Regions from separate parts of the Mus musculus genome. Here region 2 is linked to region 1. Evidence: chromatin contacts called from public HiChIP or PLAC-seq data. All regions are on one chromosome and are shown on one strand. Each heading gives the region's core, a stretch centred on a gene start, on an enhancer-like site or on the middle of the called end of the contact. The rest is flanking DNA. Distances are from core to core; before and after follow the strand shown.

Evidence for each region. HiChIP or PLAC-seq counts read pairs in DNA pulled down with a chosen protein or histone mark.
Region 2: an H3K4me3 HiChIP or PLAC-seq map of embryonic limb bud shows a contact between it and region 1, with 5 times the contacts expected there. The contact joins the enhancer-like site here to the promoter of Aldh1a2 in region 1. A contact is called at or near these places in 8 of 39 promoter capture datasets (the 3T3-L1 cell line, embryonic stem cells, frontonasal cranial neural crest and 2 more), 2 of 15 datasets of contacts at CTCF or cohesin (embryonic stem cells and stem cell-derived epiblast-like cells), 18 of 484 Hi-C or Micro-C datasets (the C2C12 cell line, the HL-1 cell line, embryonic fibroblasts and 5 more), 10 of 115 datasets of contacts at active chromatin or transcription factors (acute myeloid leukemia, craniofacial prominence, differentiating embryonic stem cells and 5 more) and 1 of 9 other capture datasets (embryonic stem cells).

The regions. Positions count from the first base shown.
Region 1 is chr9:71,214,523-71,220,681 of GRCm38.p6, reverse strand. Aldh1a2 (aldehyde dehydrogenase family 1, subfamily A2) reads right to left here and starts at 4,893. Exons shown (of 14, transcript NM_009022.4): 1 at 4,719-4,893. The coding sequence starts at 4,835. It overlaps Gm3458 (predicted gene 3458), which reads left to right and starts at 5,296. Exons shown (of 4, transcript NR_110518.1): 1 at 5,296-5,435.
Region 2 is chr9:71,508,269-71,514,352 of GRCm38.p6, reverse strand. All of the region lies in intron 12 of Myzap (myocardial zonula adherens protein), which reads left to right. Among named protein-coding and RNA genes, the nearest start is that of Polr2m, 25 kb to the right of the region's middle. Within about 2 kb of position 1,327, at least 2 of the 459 cell types and tissues checked have an H3K27ac peak or open chromatin away from gene starts, as enhancers often do. A contact at or near this core is called in embryonic limb bud, where this site is marked.

The DNA of each region.
Region 1 (6,159 bases), core at 3,644-6,143:
AAAGATAAAGCCTCTCACTGAACCTGGAGCTCACCCATTTAGTCAGACTAGTAGGCTAGCAAGGAAAAGCCTGGGGATTTTCCTGTCTCCACATTGCCAGCAACGAGGCTATGGGCACAGGCTGCCACACTTGTGGTGAGGAGAGGATATCAGGCCCTCATGCTGGCAGGCCAAGGACTTTACCAACATCTTCCCAGACGAGAGAGAGAGAGAGAGAGAGAGAGAGAGAGAGAGAGAGAGAGAGAGAGAGAGAGAGAGAATACCACAAGTCTTCTATATACAAGCAGCTAGATGGATACTTTATTAGCAAAACAACCAAACAACCATGAGTAAGATCTGGAATGAAAGTTTAGGATGAGATCCATAATGGCAAGTCCAAAAGGGCAGAAGAGGTCAGGATCATGACCAAAACAATAACAAAAATAACAAGTAGTAAATTAAAGTCAATGAATCAAAAATTATAAAGGTGGTGCTGGAACTATGGCTCGAATGGTGGGAAGCACTTGCTGCTCTTGCAGAGAGCCTGGGTCTGGTTGCCAGCACCTACAGCAAGTGGCTCACAAGCTCCAGCTTCCAAGATCTGATACGCTTCCCTGGCCTCCTTAGATGCTCATACACATGTAGCGCACATACACGTACTCAGGGACACCTAAATACACTTAATGCATTTTGAGAAAAATTAAAGAGGTGACTGTTTTAAGTGGAGTAGATCAGTTTCATATTCTCCTGACTCCATTAGAAGTAACACAAAGAGTGAAGATTTTAGCTTTCCACATTAAAAAAAAAGGGGGGGGGTCATAAATAAGAAAAGAGTATGACAGGAATGCTCTGTTTTCAAAATTCAAGGCCAACTTCTCCCTTATCAATCATTTCTATTTTTATTCTCTTTCCAAGGCTTTTGCAGAATTAACATGTGTGCATGTGCGAAAAGTGTGAAGTAGAGCCATTGGCCCTATGAAAATGCAAGTGACGGTGCAAGTGTTCTCGTCACATTGACCAACTGATCTACTGCTATGTTGACAAGGAAATTCTGGCACTCAATCTTCCTAATAAGACTTTAAGTTCCTAGAAGGCAGATGTTCCATAATCCAATTTACACTATTGTTAAGAACATGGCCCCTCAAAATCCCTTTGAACTGAGTTGAAATTGACCCCAGAAAACAGAGTGCACTTATTAAAAGGCTATTAAATGAACAAATAAAATAATAAACAGTAGGTACCCAGATACACATTTGTCTGATTTTTCCAGTGAGCTGCCTTTTGTGTTTTCTCTTGTAGGTGCAGCAACAAATGCCCTCTTTGTGGACCCTTATACCCTACCCCACATCGCATCAAATACTGGGAGAACACAGAACCCTGTATGTTGCCAACTACGTACATTTTTCAGTTGCTCACTCCAAAAGTGAACCAGTAGAGCCAGAAGAAAAGATGTAGTCATTGAAAAAAAGCAGAAAAGTAAGTGAAATAAAGAAATTCTGTAAAGACGTGGAAATCTGCGAAAGGGAGAGAGAAAGAAGGCAGGGAGATCCTGGGACCCCACCCCGCCCTGAAGTCAGGGGCAGTTCTTAGGAGAATGCTAAGCCTTAGTTTTACAACGTGTATGCTCCCACAACACGGCTGGCAATACAAAAACCAGGCAGATGAAACAGAAATAACTCAGAAAAACTAACTGAGAAACACACAGCTAAATGCAATCAGACCAGCTATTGAGCAGTCTCAAAGAACACAAAGGAGCATACGTTCTCTCAGCTCCACACGGGTGCCCTCCATGCTTTTTTTATTTTTATTTTTTTAATACTAGTATTCTTTCTTGACTGTAAGTCTTGAAACAAACAACCCCCCCCCATTTCTTAGCAAGAATCATTTAAGAAACTGGGGGGTCTAGGTTCCTGTTTAAGAAGAAAAAGAAAATAGACATATTCCAAAGGCATTACAGTCATTTATCCTTAGTCTAAACTGGATACGAGAACTCGGAGCAAGCAGCAGGCTTATGTTATTTTTAATGGAATGCAATTGCCTAAAAGCCAATACAAAGCCACACACACGCTCTTTCAGAATGCTTCGAGGTTGAACTTTGCTTTTATAGCATTTTGTACAGAACCTTTGACAGAAAATGGCATTAACATAATATTGACTATTTTTTCCATTCCCTTGGAACAAGAAGTAAAAGGATGAAAATGGCAGATAAGTGCAGGATCACAAATGCAAAATATTCTAAGAACATATTTTTTAAAATTCTCATAATCTGACCAGTTATGTTGATCACTAATTAGTTTATATTCTTGTCAAATCACATAGAAAAATCATATTATAGTGTCATTCAATAAGAACATGTTTAACAAGACAAAATTAATTATAAATTTATTTGCTGCATAGTACCTTTATTTGATGCAAATGTTTTGTTTCCTCCTTTTCAACAGATTCCCAAGGCATAATATCTTTTAAATTTTTCCTAACAAATATAATAGCATTAAAGGATTGCCCATCTACCTTGTTCATCGCTCTGTTTGAAATTGCTAATACATTTCTCCCCACTTTTGATCATGAATGAATTTTTAAAAGACCTCCCAACTCTCTTTTGAAGAGAAAAGAAAAAAAAAAACTTAGGCTACCAAAAGAGCAGTCACTCTGTTCTTTCTGTTAAAATAAAATGAACTAGAACGGGTTGTTCGCAGTTCCTGTCTTAGAAAGTGTAGAAGTCTAACTAAAGAGCTGAGCACAGAAGCTGCTGGGAGCGTTCACAGATACCTGATTTTACAAGTTTTTGTGAAAGAGCTCGCCTGTAATGTGTGTTACTCCACCATTTATGAGGGTTGTTTGTCAAGACAAAATATAAGGCGCCTCCTCCCCACAAATTAAAGAATCAAGTTACAATCCATTATTTCATTTCTGATTGTTTTTCTTGGTAATAAGTGGGAAAGTGGATACTGGATAAAAGTCTTCATGGAGCTAAAAAGACTCCGACATTAAAGGCTCCAATTAGCTATAAATCAGTTGTCTTTCCTACTGGGGTAGAACAAGAGAGAGAAGAGAGGGGGTGGCTAGAGAAAAGGAGAATTGGAGGAGCTTCCAAATGAAATTCTGAAAAAAGATATCTACTGCAGACTTTCAGGGGCTGTTAAGATAATCTGATCAAAAGTAAGTGTAAAACAAACCCCCGGAATCACGTGTGGATCTTGCCTTTTAAGATCTCTAAAGCGCATCTGAAGAGGTTAGGGACCCTCATAAAACAAAACTTTTATGTGCAGGCTTCCCTGGCTTGTTCCTAAACCCGGAGATGTGCCACACACTGGCACTATTGTTATGCAAACAATGCCTAGAGGGCTATAACCATTAACGACCTCTCATTAAAATGGCTTTCAAAAATTTGTCACACCATCTAAAAGCTAACAGGTACATTAAATCCACATTCAAAAATACGAATCCTACAAATCCTTATTCTGAAACTCAATGCAACAAAAATTCAGAAACGATGTTTTTGCATTTCTCTTTCAACCGTAACAGTTGTCACATGCGAACAACTTAACTTCTCTGCTTTTCGCGTATAGTGTAATGCCCGCGATGGAACACTTATCAGCTGTATCGTGTGCGCGCGCTGCAGTTAACTGGCGAGAGTTTGCGGTAGGAATGAAAATCAAATTAAAAAAAAAAATTCTAAAATGAACTCTCAAGAAGTGTGGCTTTAAAGGCTACAGTCGCCTTTTTGCTATAACATTCAATCCCTTTGTGTATGTATTTCACAAATTTCCCCCGTGGATTTTTTTTCCCTGAGAACGGTGGAGTGGTAGGGGATCAAGTCACATGGGGCAGCAGGCGTGTATTGCTTTTTAATGCAGTTTAACAACAATAATTCGTGCTTGACAAACTAAGATGTCAGAATTCGTTAGGAAAAAAATCATTAGGCTTATCAGTGCAAAAGTGAGCTCGCTAATTTATGTGACTTGAGTTATTTTCCCTTTTTCTAAAATGTCCATTGCCTACAAAATCCCGAGGAAATCCTGGCATAGACCTACTGCGTCTCGGCCAGGTCCCCGCGAAGTCTGTGGGACTCCGGTCCTGACAACCCTTCAGCGACTCCGCTCTGAGGGAAGATAAGCCCGCGCGGCCGCGCACCTCCGGACCCGAGGGACCGCGGGGCGACACCGGACCGCAATGCCACCCTGGCGGTGAACCCCACTCTGCTCTGAGACCGAGGGACAGGGAGAACTGCACCCCGGTGGGCTCTGAGGAAACCCAGGGGAACACCCTCCTCAAGCCAGAGCCCGGACTGCTCTGAGGAGACCTGGGGGACCCCAGAGCCAAACTCCATTTGCTCTGATAAAACTTGGGGGCTCGCACAACCGGACTCCGGTCTGCCCTGAGCTCTAAGGGACCCCAGAACTAAGCCTCGTTCTGCCCTAGGGACATCTAGGACCGGACCCTAGCCGGCTCTAAAGAGTCATAGGGGACTCCAGAACCAGACCCAGGTCTGCTCTGGGAAATCCCACCTCCCCAGGCAGTCCCGAGGTCGTCACCACCGTCCGCCGCCGCTGGCGATCCCCGCGCTGCCTTCTGTTTGGGACCGGTTCTCCCAAGACGCTCCCTAAACCGGGGCGGGACTTGAGAAGCCCGCATCGCGGTCCCCGCGGAGGCGCGGAGATGACAGGCGACCTCCGGGCCCCCGGCCTCTGAAGGGATCCAGAGGATGCTTCCAGAAAGCGTCCGCCGGACGGCTTTACCTTGGTGTACTTGATCTCGAGGTTGGGCGTGGGCGACGGCAGGAGCTGCAGCGAGGCCATGAGCGCGGCGGGGTCGGCCTTCACCTCGCCCGGCATGGCGATCTCGCTGGAAGTCATGGGCGGCCACGGGTGGGTGTGCGCGGGGCGCTGCGCGGCCGGGGCGCGCTCGCTGTATATAGGCAGGTGTCAAGCGGGGGGCGCTTCTTATTGGACGTGCGGCCCACAGGCGCGGGGGGCCGGCCCAGGAGGACATTTGCATACGGCCGCGCGCGGCGCCCGCACGGTCAAGTCCGCGGCCCACGCTCCCGCGGGCGCGCCCGGGGGGGCCTCGACGGCCGGAGCGCAGCCTCGGCGGGACCGCGCTGGCCGATGGCAGCCCCGCGAGCCTTAGCGCTGGTCGGCCGGGAGGAGAGGCGCCCGAGCCGCGGCCCCGCCGAGCCCCGCGCCCTTCCTAACACTCGCTCTTCTCCTCCCCCGGGGTCCCGAGCAGCCCGAAAGAGCTTTCGCTCAGCCTTCCGCGTGGCGCGAGGGGCGCGTGGCCGCTGGGTGGGGTGATAGATGCTCCCCACACTCCCAAGGAGAACCTTCTGGAACCGCCGACGCCGCGCTGGCCCCCACCAGGCTTCTCAGCCCAACTGCTGCCCTCTGCCGGCCCCGCGGCCTAGTTGTGCCTGAGGCCGTGGGCTTCATCTGCCTTGGGTTGCCTGGATATTCCAGGTCTTGATGGTCTCCTTCCAGCCCTTTCCTTTCCTCTTCCCATCCACACCGGGAAACACTTGGGATTTTCTGTTGCTCTTCCTGTCAGAATCTCCGGGTTGAGCTTCCATCTCCATCCCTTCTCGTCTTACAAGCAGCCTTATAGTTGAGTAAAGATGGGCGCTGATCAGGAATCAGTAGCCTAGACAGTTCACTCCAGATAGCGTGGGAGAATCATTGGACCAATATCACGAGCCCATATAGATAGCTCTTTATAGGGCTTTCTGCCTCTATCCCCATGAAAATCCCACAGCCTTATCCAACCTGACTCTTCCTGTTTTTCTATGGAAGACTCTCAACTCCCAAGCAACTGCTTCGCTCTTGCTCAATCATTTCTTTGCATGTTGTTCACTACAAAACACTTACTTTAGATGTGTTCATTAACTAAAATTCCGTAAATGATTGGTGCTTAGATTCTGTGCAGACAGAATGCTGTTGTCTTAATTGAATTTGTGAGACAAGTTCCAGGCTCCGAGAACTCTTTATAGGGTATCTGCCTAAAGTGACCGAGCAAGCACTACGTCGTCGTCCTAGAGCAACAATACAGCCTAATTTAGGCAGTTGAAAAATTCCTATTCACAGGGAACGTTTATGGCCAAAGAGTGTGTCTTAATAACCGAATATACTCCTAAGAATCGCCTTTATTTAAGCTGTAGAAGACTGAGAAAGAATAAGAAGAATGGTG
Region 2 (6,084 bases), core at 78-2,577, 300 kb before region 1:
GAGAGCAAGCCAGTAAGCAGCACTCTTCCACAGCCTCTGTGTTAGCTCCTTCCTCCAGATTCTTGACCTGTTTGAGTTCCCGTCCTGACTTCTTTTAATGATCAACCTTGCTATAGAAATGTAAGCCAAATAAACCCTTTCCTGTCTAAGTTGCTTTGGTCAACTGCAAATGATAACTCTAAGACAGACTATAACCCTGCCTTTGACCACCAGCTTCTTACTAGGCTGACCTATTGTTCATTGTTCAGCTTCCCACACAGAGGTCTGTGTCCTGTGAAAGCTGAACCTGTGATTTAGTGTCCTGTCTCTAATCGGAGCAAACTTGCCATGGCTAGATGCTCAACTGTGCTCAGCCCAGGGGATGCTAAATAATAACTTAATGACCTGTGGCTTGTGATTAAGGTCTTCAAAGTCATGAAGTGAGAACAAGAAAGGACTCTTGTTATAGGTGTATGCACTTGTGTGTTGTACTGTGTTAGGCAACAGTCGTCCAGAAAATATGTCAGATCCTGGGACCTTTCATAGTAACATCTGGTGGGAAGGAGTAACCAGCTGATTGCCCAGCTGGGATGTGGAATGCCTGGGTCTGGTGCTGTTAATCACCTGTAGCCTGGCGTCTAGGAGTTCTTTCTATGCTGAGGCCTTGGCCTCCCCATCTGAGAAGTCAGTGGCTTTACCAAGTCTCATAATGTGATACGGTGAGACCTCATTTTTCTACTTTCAAATCTGTGACTGATGGGTTCTTATTGATTAAATCCAGCCATTTGCTGCCGTCTGAGGAACTCACCAGCAGCATTGTTGAACTTTCTCTGTCAGTTTTCTGATGTCCAGGTAAACAGGCAGTTATACCATTCTAACAGAATTAACAGAAAATGCTTTTTTCAAAAAAAGGTAAGAATGCATAAAGTAGATTCAACATCTCCAACATAAGACACAATTTACTTGATGAAAATATAAGCAAAAGAATGACTGATTGTGTGGGGACCCTTTTGAAATATGAGTAATTTGGCCATTTCCCTCTTTCTCAGGCTTTTCAGAAACCAAGTGTCTCAGCTCATTCTGTTTCCCCACATCGTAAATCTTGTTTGGCCAAGACGGGCACAAAACCATGTCTGAAACCAATAAATTGTTTGTTTTCTGATTCCCACATTTTGGCTTAAAACAAGCTTTTCAATTTGTACACCCAAGGATAGCCGGAGGCAAACTTTTATGGCTACGTTATGAAACCACAAAACAGTTTTCATAATGGAAGTGCTGACAGAGCCTTAACTTATGGCCGCAGTGAACCTGGAAGGCATGTCAGAATCGAAAGGCAGCTTTTCCATAAATGTAGCATTTGGGTTTCCCTCAGGATCCATTGTGGCGGTTTAACTGCTTAGGTCAGTCAGCGGAGGAAATGAAAGCTACATAACCACATTTCCGAAAGGGCAGAATAATATTTCACCCGTTTCCTCTCAAATATTTATGAAGTGCCTACTATGTGAAAAGCACCCCCAGGTCATACGGGTGAGCAGAGAGGAGCTTCTGCACTATCCCGAGGCAGGGTTTCCACTGGGCTTCTTACAAAGACTTTGCCCTGTTGTGGGGGGTTTCTGGGGAGATGTGGAGGATGGTGGGGGAGGAGGATTATTGAGGTACTCTCTGGGGAGCATCTTCCCTCCCCACAGCCTTCTTAGCTCCAACTAAACTAAGCCAGCACTTAATTTTGAATGTTGGACTCTAAGTAAGACTGGCTTAAATAGAAGCCTGTGGGCAAAACCAGATTGGAACCCCACAGTCGACATGAATTTCTACGTTTCAAAGGAAGCAAATCTGAGGCCCAGAGAAAATCAACAACTCTCTTTTCTGGAAGCCGCACAGCCAGGGGGAGACCGAGTTTCTATGGCTGGGTACTGCCATTTGTACCTGAAAGTGACTCAGAAAGTTGAGGGCGGCTGGGCTGGTGAGATGGTGCAGTGGGTGAAGCTGCTTGCCTCTAACCCAAGGACATGAGTTTGATCCCTGAGACTCACATTGCGGAAGGAGCCTATGACCTCCGTGTGTACACCTTGGCACCCCACATGCCCATACACACAAGGGAGGGAAGGGAAAAAGCACAAGGTTGCCAGGCTGTGGTAGGTGCGTCCTGAGAAAAGTCTTTTTCTTATGTGGGCTTCGAACTTAGACCTAGAAAGGAAAATCTTCCATGAGATCTTCCAGAATATTTTTATATTTAAGTTGTTTTTAATTATTTTTGTTTCACTTATTTCCTTATTTTACTTACATATTGGTTTCATTAAGACAGGTGATCATGTATGCCCTGCTGGTTTTGAGTTCACTGTGTAGCTGAGGATTCCTGATCCTGCTGTCTCTGCCTTCCAAGTGCTAGGGCCCTGGGTGTGAGCCACACACCCGGCTCAGAATGGTTTGTTTTGTTTTCTGTTTTTTGTTTTTTTTTTTAAATACAGCCTCCTCCACAATGTTTTTGCTCAGAACATATTGAATTTAGCCTCAGTGACACAGAAGTAGTCTGTTCGTTCTCCTGCCACAAAGAGCTCAGCTGTATAGCACAGAGGAGCAGTTAGGGCGCCTGAAAGCCCTGCCCTGCCCTGCCAGCCACTAGCTGACCTCTGCCTTGGGCAGGTTGAAGCTTGGACACATTCATCCTCAAAATGGGAAAGGGGATGATAGACATGAACTGTCATGTGTGTTGTGTGAGGATTAGATGAAAAGACGAGCAGGTACCCTTAGTAAACCATAGCCAGTAGGGGGTTGGAGGGATGGCTCAGCAGTTCAGAGCACTTACTGCTCTGGCAGAGGCTGGGTCCTAGCACCCATGTTGGGTGTGGCTCACAACCACCTCTCACTGCAGTTCTAACCAACCCCATCCAGCCTCGGCAACTACTGCATTCATGTGTACAAACTCCGATACAAATGCAAATACAGATTTTTTTTAAAAATAGACATTATTACATTTAACTAAACCCCAAGTCTGGTTTTTAGATGTAAAACACACTGTATCCAATATAAAAGAGTTTGGGTTTACTAAGATGGTTTTGTCAACTTTTATAGGTAGTTATCAAATGACTGGTAGCCTGGTCAGATAGATATACAGTGCTTCAGTGTTCCATGAGCCTCCTCTGTTAAACCCTCAGTGATTTCAGATCCTCCAGACCCTGTGTAAAGTAGAGGGCCTGGGCTGTCCCAGAGCTCTGTCAGCTGGGACACAACAGTGATCCTTGTGTGTTCTGGGCACTGCGGGCTCTCACTGTGCGGGGCAGGAGTTTGCACACTCACTCCCTACACCTGCAGAGGTCAGGTGCCCACTGCTGCCCCTAGAGTGTAACTCACAAGTAACAAAATTGCAATGACCTCTTCCTTAGTCATAATGGCACATCCCTCTTCTAAGGTACCCCTTCACACTGTCCCCTTTCCTGCCAGCATTATGAATTCCTGGGAATGGGGATCCAGAGTTGCTCATCCTGGTCTAAGGTATTAGTTGTCTGATTGCTACTATAATGTACTGCCTGAGGTGAAATAGAAATATATATTGTTGTTGACTTAATTTATTCCAAGATCTTTTGGAGAGGGCACTGCATGGTAGAGCAAAAACTGTCTACAGCATGATCCGGGAAGCAGAAATAGAATAACTTAGACTAGGGTTCCACACCCCCGCAGGACCCCACCCCCACCATTACCTAAGACTTTCCTGTGAGGCCACGCCTCCTATGGGTCCCTCCCACCACTTTCTAGCAGCTCTCTAATAGGGCCAATCCTTTGATTCCTGGGCTCTTTGGGAAGCAAGCATCCAGACTGTAGAATCTGGTATTCAGTTGATGCTTAATAAGCATTCTTCAGAGGAATATGCAAGTAGTCTATAGCATGTGGGGATTTAGGAAGCTGGCCTGTGTTATACCGGGGTTTGCTCATTCAGCAGAGGACTTAGAAGAAGCCACACTGGCTTGTGCTTCGTTGCTCACATTTGTCAAGCGTGCCAACAGAAGGCTCTGTTCCTTTTCCTAGTCACTGTCTCCCTAAGACATGCTCGGAGTGGTGCCTGTGGACTAGGTACTCAATTCATCCCTGTGTAGTACCGTTTCCCTATGCTCTTCTATGGCGCACCAATGCTTACTCTTTAGAGGACGCTCCTCCCTCACTCTCTCATCTTCCTGGCCTGCCCTCCATCTTCTCTCATGGCATCTTGTTGTCCTTAGAGTACCTGCAAAGACTGTACCAGTCCCCAGTGTTGCCCCCACCCCACCCCACCCCTGCCCCGGCCCTCTGTGGCTGAGCCTTTCTGGGACATAAGCCCTCATTCCTTAAAGCCTCTGGCCTCTGGAATCCTCCAGCTGGTGTCTGTTTGGTCCTCTATAGACGATTTCCAGGCTAAGTATCATCAGCCTGTTCTCCAAAGGCAGGTTTTTTGTTTTGTTTTGGTTTGGTTTTTGGTTTTTTGAGACAGGGTTTCTCTGTGTAGCTCTGGCTGTCCTGGAACTCACTCTGTATACCAGGCTGGCCTTGAACTCAGAAATCCACCTGCCTCTGTCTCCCAAGTGCTGGGATTAAAGGCGTGCATCACCACACCCGGCTCAAAGGCAGTTTTTAATCTTGGCTAAAATGCCTGCTGTGTATTAGACCTTGGATCTGTGTCTTGGGTCTGCCAATTGCCTTTTGAGTGACTTTGAGAAAATTCTGCATTCTTGAAGTCTTCATGTCTCACCTTGAAAGGGAAATTTTGACTGGAGAGACTGAGGCAGGAGTATTGAAGTGAGGCCACTTAATGAGACCTGTTTTTAAAACCAAAATCAAAATTAAAGGAAGGAAGGAAGGGCAACTTGGCAGTCCTTCTGTTTTGGGAATTTTCTCTTCTTTGGTGGTTACTAGGTTACATATACGCATCCCCACACATAAGTTTCCAATGGCAATCCAAAGTTCTGTTCCACCAAAGTTCCCCCTGGAAGACCAATGAGTTTGTTGCACTTACTTACAGACCGTGGTTGGGGGTTTACTGATAGAAACATGGGTGACCCCAACCAGCAACACCAGAAAGCCATCACTCAGCATGCGTAATAGCTTCCCCTACGGCCACACAAATAGAGCCCCCTTCCCCTAGCTTTCCCAAGCCTGTGTACCCTAGCTCCACCCCAAGACCTGGTGGACACTATCAAGTAAGAAAGAATTGAATATAGCTGGTTACAAAATAAAATGGTTAGATACTCAGGTGAAGGGCCCATGATCCTCCCGGCTCTCCTCTCCTGTAAAGAAGGCCAGTAGTCACCCAGCCCAGTTGTGATGACCCCGTGCCAGCAGACACAGCTGAACTTGGGAAGGTAGCAGCTGTTTGGCTGGAGGCTGCTCCCGTACAACAGCTCCAAAGGTTGTCTCCATGTAGACAGCTAACAACACAGGGCCCCCCAGCCCAAGCCCTCAAATGTTCAGAATCTGGGTGTTTCCTCCATTTTTCCATGACCCCAGGACAGTCATATCTCATCCACAATTGCTCACTCGTGCTATCACTCTCCTTTCTGGCATCCTCAGAAGTTGCAGTTCCTTGCTCTCTCTAGCCTGACCAACACCCATCTTCCCTCCTTGTCTCCAGTTTCCTGTCCCTCCTCTCCTCCTCTGTCTCATCTTTTCGTTGCATTTGTTTCTAGTGAGCAAGGGTCTCATCACAGAACAAGAACATGGGGTGTGACTCACTGTGAGTTCAAGGGTTTTTAAACACATCTGTTTTTGACTCTCTGTAGTTCAGTTCAAGGGTTTTAAATACCAGTTTTTGTTTTGTTTTTTGAGATCAGTTTGAAAAGTATGATACATATTAATTAGTCATTAAGAATGATTAAGGTCATCTGGCCTCTGAGCACAGAAAAAAAATAAAAATGAGACTTCTTTCTTCTACCTCCCCTTAGTGAATTGCAACCTGGTTTCCAGTAAACTCTTTTTTAAAATTTAGATTTACTTTTTTAAAGAATTTTTTTAAAGGTTTATTTATTTATTTTATATGAGTACACCGTAGCTGTCTTTAGACACACCAGAAGAGGACATCAGATTCCCCATATAGATGGTTGTGAGCCACCATGTGGTTGCTGGGAGTTGAACTTAGAA